Linked DNA regions of Mus musculus: all the other regions are linked to region 1. Evidence: chromatin contacts called from public HiChIP or PLAC-seq data. All regions are on one chromosome and are shown on one strand. Each heading gives the region's core, a stretch centred on a gene start, on an enhancer-like site or on the middle of the called end of the contact. The rest is flanking DNA. Distances are from core to core; before and after follow the strand shown. Region 1 holds the start of AI463170 (expressed sequence AI463170). Region 2 overlaps Max (Max protein). Region 3 overlaps Fntb (farnesyltransferase, CAAX box, beta).

What was found. HiChIP or PLAC-seq counts read pairs in DNA pulled down with a chosen protein or histone mark.
Region 2: an H3K27ac HiChIP or PLAC-seq map of embryonic stem cells shows a contact between it and region 1, with 5 read pairs. The contact joins the enhancer-like site here to the promoter of AI463170 in region 1.
Region 3: an H3K27ac HiChIP or PLAC-seq map of embryonic stem cells shows a contact between it and region 1, with 10 read pairs. The contact joins the enhancer-like site here to the promoter of AI463170 in region 1. A contact is called at or near these places in 1 of 39 promoter capture datasets (embryonic stem cells), 1 of 15 datasets of contacts at CTCF or cohesin (the NIH/3T3 cell line), 1 of 484 Hi-C or Micro-C datasets (embryonic stem cells) and 5 of 115 datasets of contacts at active chromatin or transcription factors (effector CD8 T cells, embryonic stem cells and pancreatic cancer cells).

Annotation. Positions count from the first base shown.
Region 1 is chr12:76,546,672-76,549,184 of GRCm38.p6, reverse strand. It overlaps AI463170 (expressed sequence AI463170), which reads left to right and starts at 1,260. Exons shown (of 3, transcript NR_046044.1): 1 at 1,260-1,483; 2 at 1,694-1,809; 3 at 2,014-2,213. All of the region lies in intron 1 of Plekhg3 (pleckstrin homology domain containing, family G (with RhoGef domain) member 3), which reads right to left.
Region 2 is chr12:76,943,989-76,946,501 of GRCm38.p6, reverse strand. All of the region lies in intron 2 of Max (Max protein), which reads left to right. Among named protein-coding and RNA genes, the nearest start is that of Max, 17 kb to the left of the region's middle. Within about 2 kb of position 1,256, at least 9 of the 459 cell types and tissues checked have an H3K27ac peak or open chromatin away from gene starts, as enhancers often do. A contact at or near this core is called in embryonic stem cells, where this site is marked.
Region 3 is chr12:76,873,766-76,876,278 of GRCm38.p6, reverse strand. Fntb (farnesyltransferase, CAAX box, beta) reads right to left here. Exons shown (of 12, transcript NM_145927.2): 4 at 1,156-1,247. Among named protein-coding and RNA genes, the nearest start is that of Gm46357, 7.2 kb to the right of the region's middle. Within about 2 kb of position 1,253, at least 23 of the 459 cell types and tissues checked have an H3K27ac peak or open chromatin away from gene starts, as enhancers often do. A contact at or near this core is called in embryonic stem cells, where this site is marked.

The DNA.
Region 1 (2,513 bases), core at 11-2,510:
GCACCTGACTTGCTTTGTGAGAAAGGACAACCAGGGCAGATCTGGAGGATCAAGCAACAGAGACAGGTGGAAACAGGCCCCAGGTGATGAGATGGGAGAATATGCCCTCAAAAGGCACCACTTGAGACTCAGACTGCAGCTCAGGTGCCCACGGGGCCAAGATGTGTTTGAAAGGAAGGTAGAGACCCAGGACCTGCAGACATTCCACAGCTGATATCTAGGGAGTGAGGTAGGGAGTGAGGTGGGGGCTTGGGGGGAGTACCCCAGAGATCACTCCACAGAAAGGAGTTAAGATCTACCCCGACTCACGCACAGAGGGAAGATGCGTGACCCAAAAATCAAGGTGACTCGAAGCAATGTGTAAATTAGGTGTTTCAGGAAGGCAGGAAGAGCTGGGATGTTGTCCAGTTGCTAAAGTGCTTGCCTGAAGGAAAGATTGAGTTTGATAGCTAGTACTACATAAAAACCAGAGGTGGAAACAAAAGACTGGAGGTTCAAAGCTATTCTTAGCTACACAGGGAGTGTGTGTCCAGTTTGGGCTGTATGTGACCTTTCTAGAATGGGGTAGAGGTAGGGTTGAAAGGGACTGTAAGAGCCATCACCCAAACAGCTTAATGCAATTCCTCCTTACCTGAGGCTATTATCCAACAGGGACCACTGAGGTTCCAGTCTTAGCTGGAGGGGAATCTCCCTCTAGGAATAGGGGCTTATAGCTCTCATCTGGGCGGAGGAAGGGTCCATATGAATCTTAACATCAAAGGGATACCCCCCACCCCATCTTTTACCTTTCTTTCCCACACTTGTCAGAAGTGGGGGGTGAGGCTGCCAGCACGGTATCTCCCTCAGTCTTGGCTCCTTCCTAATTCTAAGCATGAGCCTCCAGGTACAGAAACAACCGTACAAGACACGCTCTCTCCTGGACTGATGTAGTTAAAACACCAACTTCCTCCTCCGTGGCTTCTCCACAATCCACCCCTACTTCTGCCCGGGCCTCCACCAGGACCATACGATCCTAGCCCAGAGGCTAGGGGAGTGGCTTTTCCAAGGCAGACCTTAGGGATTTGCACACAAGTGTAAATCCTCACAGACAGGCAGATCGTCAAATCCAGCGCCTCACCCTGCGGTGCCTGCCGCAGCTCTGAAAGCCACTCCACCCACAACACCTGCTCCCATCCCCCAGTCCCTCACACCCTGGCTAAGAGGCCTCAGCCAGACAGGCCTAAAGGAAACTCATCCAACCAGTTTCCAGCAGAGAGAGAGGAAACTTCTCCCTCAGCGAGGAGCACACAAAGACCAGAATTTCGACAGTTCCCTCACCTGTTACCAAACCCCAGAGGCTACAGAGTACACAGGGCACGGCAGCTCCGGTGGCAGTCCACTCCATGAAGAGGGAGGCCTTGACACACAAGAGAAAGAAGTAGTGAAGTCTGAGCAAGGATCTGCCCCCGGCTCCCTGCACCTGCCTCCTAGAGCTACACAGATGGTAGGTGCTGGCTCCACCCGGCCTGACACCCATTAGGGTATCCAGGACCCACTTGTTACCTCCCCTACCAATGGTGCCGCTTGATTTCATCTAGAACAATCAACATCACCACCCCCTGTGGATTCTGGGAAAAAGACACTGTTTTCCCATTATGCATGTGTGTATGTATGCGTGTATGGGGACAGTGTGATCACACAGGACCTTCTCTAGCCACCCATCCGTGAATGTTGAGAGAAGACCTCTGAAGTCCCCAAGCAAAGCACTCCAAAAGCCACAGAGCTGTCTGCGAGTCACATGGCCAAACCTACTGGAAGCACCCAGGCAAGGTAAATAGAAGTCACTTTTCTACACTGAACCCGGTGTGGTCCTCCATTTCTGAACCTCCAGGGGAGCCTCAAAAGCCCTGGGCCACAAGCCTGTGGCTGCTCATGTTCCCCAGAGGTTGCCAGGCGAGGTTCAGAGTCCCAGCTGCACCCCACTCAGCCACCCTTGGCCGGGTCTCAGAGGCTACCTACCGCTTTCCTCAAAAGGGCTCCCATCCCAACACAGAGAGCAGTCCCGGGAAGGTGGCCAGGGACTGGGGAGCGGCATTCTCTCCGGAGTTCGGCAGCCCAGCAGTTAACAGGCTCGGGCTGGGCAAGCAACGAACTGCCACCAACAACCTCGGGAATTAAAGCGCCCGCTGCCTCCTGCTGAAACCTCTTCAATAAACGGTCCTATTCAGAACCAGTTCCGCGTGTGGGTCACACTTGCTGCATTTCTCTCATTCCTGATTGCTGGGGGGCCTTAGCCATGAAAATGTACCTTCCCCGCAAAACTTAGAAGGCTCCGGATGGGGGAGGACCCAGGCCCCAGCCCCAGGAGGTAAGCACCTTGCAGAAGAAGACCACAAATCTCTCCAGAGATTAAGCACATGGGGTACTAAGTGCAGGAAGTCAAACACTGAAGACTCAAACAAAGCCAGATCAGTCAACAACACAACAATACTCCATTTGTGGGGCACCTCCCCCACTCAGGCCCTCGAAGCCTG
Region 2 (2,513 bases), core at 7-2,506, 400 kb before region 1:
ACACACACACTTGTGGTCACTGCAGTGCAGACTGATTGTGTGTGAGTGCTGTGGCTAATGTGGGACCACACCGAGTAGTGTAGTAAACTTTACTCCCTATGTTGCCCTTCAGTTTAATGTGACTGAAATGGTTGCCACCTTAAAGTAAACGTCAGACTTGTCTCATTTTTCTCCACTATAACCCATTTTTAAAATTTTTAACCCAGAGACTGTAGATGGGACTCCATAGGTGGAGAGCTTGCCTAACATGCCCGACATTCTGGGTTCCTTCCCCAGCATGGTGTGGTGGTGTGTACCAGGGTCAGCCTCAATTGGATGTGTTTGAGGCTACTATCCTGGGCTACATGAGAATCCCCACTCCTCATGCATAGAAATGATAACCTCTAAGAAGCAAGGACACCTATTGCTCTGCTCTGGTCTAGGCGTACTTGCTGTGGGTAAAGTGTTAATAGCTTGCTTCATTTACAGACCTTAGTTTTCCCCAAAAGATGAGTCATTCATGTTTAGCCATTGGGTTGTTTCTGTTGACCAGTTTGGGGTTTGTACACGTCTTAACATTTTATATCTAAAGTAGTGATGACCAGCATGATGTATTTGGCCATTCCCAAATACAGAGTACCTCTCAGGTGCTAAGTGAAGGCTGCTAGCCACTGGCTGTGCTCTGTGTTGCAAAGATACTTCCAGGAAGATGGCTTCCATCTCATTCTCTCTTTGTGCTTTCTGGAGTCTTTACCTAGAGTTTGACTGTCTCTCAGTTTCAACATCACTGAGCCTTAGAGGAAGACTAACTTAGTAGTCAAGAAACTAGTAATTGCTTTAAAATTTTATTTATTACCTTTGAAGGTAAATGCATGTTGTTCCTGTAGATCTGTTTCCTCTTGAGGAAACTATGTGCTGTACTTGTTCTTCATGGGCTGTTTGATGGGAAGTGCTGCGCCTTCTCTAAGGGTCCCAACAGCACAGTTAGCCCTTAAGGTTTGAAAAGAATCTTTGCAGGGTCTGTCATCTCTGCCACACCACAGTCAGCCAGGTCTGTCAAGAGCCTGAAAGCACAAAGCCTTTAAGAAATGGCACAGACTGCCGCCTCCCTTGCCCCCACTGATGGGTTCCATTTTAGAGTGAACTACTTAGAGGGCACTGGCATTTGTTGTGCACATTTGTAAATTTTCATTTCCAGAAAGTGGCTTAGTCAACAGAACTGTACCCCAGATTTGCCTGCCCCTCCCCCGCCTAAGGTTCTTCAAGGCAGGGACTTTGTAAAGCAGCCTGGCCTCAAGCTCCGCGTTCCTCCTCTGCCTCCCAAGCATTGGCGGTACAGCAAGTGTAATGGCCGCCAGCGAGCATCTGACTGCGGACTGGGGATGGGTGTAGCTGCTGGGCTTTAGGCCCTCTGGGAAGGGCAGAGGTGCTCCTGATGTTAATGATCTAGGCTTACTATGCCCTACCTTGCCTCTTACCTCTATTGTCTAAACTAATTTGGCTTTTTATATAAAAAGAGGTAAAGTGTGATAAGATAGAGAAGTAGAGATGTGGGGCTGTTGCTCTAACTTGTGTTGGGCAGCAGGTGGTAGCCGGAGGAAGACAGTGTTTGGAAGTTGGTTCTCTTTTACTGAGTCCCACCCACTGTGCCGGCTCACTGGCCCTGTCTGAAGGCTGACGCGTCTGTGTTGATGAACCTCAGGAATCACGGGAGCCTTGATTGTAGTTAGAATCACCTTCTTTGGAAGCCTTTGAGTCCTTTTGTGAAATTTCTGCCAAGACACATGAATAGGTTGCTGCTTTTAGAGAAAGGCATGTAGCCCTAGATGTGATTGACCTCCCCTCCGGCCACCTGCTGTCAAACCCGGAGTCCTCTCCATTGTACCTTGTATTTTTCCCCCTTTCTGGGTTTCTTACGAGGCAGCGCTATGGGAGTTGGCTGTTCGGGTTCTGAATCACCCAGCATTTCTTCTCTAGTAGGAGCCTGTTTAGTTCTCACCTGTGGAAAAGTGTTCTCTGATGTTGTTACTACTACAAGCTGGTGGTGGTTGTTACTGTTTGTGTGATTGATTTTGTGTCTCACTTTTTAACCAAAAAGACTGGTCTTCAGCCATTGCTTTTCTGCCCAAGCCTGTGCCTGTGTGGAAGTGGCTCACCATTGGGCCTTGACTCTACTTTGAGGAAACCACCTTCACTGGAGTTATCCTTGAAGGCAGATCAGTGGTTCTCCCCAAGGCCTGTCCTCATCTTTGGTTTTTCTCTCCATGGTAACTCTGTCTCTGAAAAAGTTCTCTTGACCTTTTAAAATTAGTGCTACAACTGCCTCTGTTCCTAAAACAAGAGAGTACCTGAGACTTAGGTCAAATTCTGACTATTGCCTACAAGGTAACTAACGTCTGTTAAGACAGAGCTTTGTGCATCAGTTCCCCAGACTGTGAGCTGCCGCTCGCTGTTTCTGTTCACTGGCTGTTCTTAGTCCTGTGTGTAAACATGGGTTTGCAAGAAGAACTGGTAAGGCTGCTCAGCATCTACCT
Region 3 (2,513 bases), core at 4-2,503, 330 kb before region 1:
CTACCTTCTGCTGTGGGAAAACCAAACCTGGCTCAGGACACTTGCTTCCCAAACTCCTTGCCCTCCAGAGTACAAGGGAGTGGGGGCACACAGCCCAGAAGACACGCTCTCAGTAAACCCCTTAGATTCAGTTCCTGGCCGTCCTTTCCTAGGTCTGGTATTTTCAAGGTTGGGGGCAGGGTCAGTTTTTGTGTTTGTTTTTCTTAAAATACGACCCGTGATGAGCACGAGGTGCCACTTTACAAGCTGCACCTGCACCAGCAGTGTGGGGCACCGCTACGTTGCTCACATGTCTTGTCATCAATCAGAGGTCAATGAGACTGTGAGTCTCACACGGCACTGGTACCCAAGACAGTTACCCACCTAGTCCTGTGGAGAGCTGGCCTGTTCCCAGCCTTTACACCTCCATGGAGGTGTGTAAGGAAGGTAAGAGTGTTTTGATTCACAGTAGTACATGCTTTCCGTGGCGTTTCGTCATAACTGTCAGGCATGATGGTGAGGACTTCTTCTCAAAGGTCAAAGCCAGAGTACATGGGAGGCTGAGGCAGGAGGATCACTGTGAGTTGGAGGCCAGCTTGGTCTATAGAGTGAGTTCAAAGCAGCTACACACAGAGACTTTCCTTATCTGAGTAAATGGGGGTTTTTGTTTGGTTGGTTTTGGTGGGTTTTTTTGTTTGTTTGTTTTTACTGTTGTTTTGTTGGAGACAAGGTTTCTCCATGTAGCCCTGGCTGTATGTAGACCAGGCTGTCCTTCAGCTCACAGACATCTGCCTCCCAAGAGCTGGGATTAAAGGCCTGGACCGACACCACCTTGTCTTTAAAAAAATAAAATAAAATAAAAATAGAGGGGGAAGGTGGAGAGGGAGAGGAAAAGAGGGAGGGAGTAGAAGAGAGGGAGGGAGAGAAAGACGGAATGAAGAAAAAACATCCCAGACCTCCTCTGGAAGTTGAAAGAGTTGCTCTACCCACCAGTTTAGAGCAGAGCTTCTGTGTGGAGGAGTTTCCGGAAGTTGCTGGAGGTCAAGGGAAGGGCAAGGGTTTCTCTGTAACAAGGTTTTCTCCCCGTTTACATCAAATAAAACAGGAGCAAAAGGAATTCCAAATCCAGGACGCGATTCCAAAGTATACCCCAGGCTCCCCAAAGCCAGAACTCACTCTGTGGCCACTATCTGGGGGATGGGTTCGTCAAGGAGCTCCAGGCTGTGCAGGATCCAGTAGCAGAGCCAGGGGCGGCTGGCATCCAGACACTGAGGGGGACCGGGAGAAAACACACCCTTTAGTCAGTCGCTCCAAGGTCCTGTGACAAGGCTACATCTGTCTTAGTTCCTGAAGCCTAGCAAGGGGAGGAGGAGGCAGGCACTCTCGCTCCCTCGGACAACAATCAGCAAAAGAAGGGTGCTTTCATCTGTGACAACAGAACAACAGGGAACAAGTCTTAAACTCTTCTTAAGTCCCTGCTGCAGGAGTCCAAGCAAGGCTGAGCAGAGAACTTACACACAGGGCAGTTAACTGCTGCTGGTTTCCCTCTGCAGACAAGGAAACACATCTTCCTTCTCACAAGGACATTTCCTGAATTCACTCATTTACAGATTCAGCAAATATTTGGTATCTGCTTGTGCCAGACCTTAGACACTGGGGGCATGTCGATGTCAGAAACTGATTGTGAGTCTTGGGGTGCTCAGCACGTGGAATACTGACTGGCATGGCTATCTTAGAGAAAGACGCAGTAGACACATAAGCCTGAGTTACCCAGTGTCTTCCCGGAACGAGGTTAGCAAAGCACCTGTTAGGTGCTCGGAGGACCCGGAGAAAGATGAGTGTGTCTGGAGACAGGGCAAAGGCTTCTGGAGGTGATGCGTGCACAGACCTTGATCCTAATTCAAGTCAAACATGACAGCTGAGCAGCCCGTGCTCCACAGGGCAGGTGGTACCAGTTACAGGTTCTATATGTTTAAAGTACATCAACAAGGTCTGGGGAGACTCATTTTCTCCAGGTTATAAAAGAAGTAAATGCCAGAGTTGGGGTGTCGGCTGTGTTACCCGGGTTACCTATGCTAGGCTTGGAAAACCCCTACACACACACACACACACATCAAACATCGAACTCTGAAATAAAAGTCAATTAAAGGCAGTGCTATCCTTTGTAAAGGGAGGCAGGGAGATGGGAGCCCTCCCTGCTGGTCACAGCCTTTTCTACCCCCACACGGCTCTTAGGCCCTTCCATCATCTCATGGCTCTTAGGATCATGCTTTAAGATTTACTCTGTTTAGTGCCCTCTGGGATTCAAGTCCTGGTCCTCTGGCCAAACTGACTTTGATCTCCAAGTAAAGGGAGTCAGGAGAAAGCAGGCTGTGATCAAATAATGAAGGACAGGCCTAGCCCATCTAGAATGTTCCACTAGCTCTGGGGGTCTAGGGGCTGACAAAACTGGAGAAGATTTTGTTTTGTTTTGTTGGTTTGGTTGTTTTTTTGGTTTTTTTTTTTTTGTTTTGTTTTGTTTTTGTTTTTTTGAG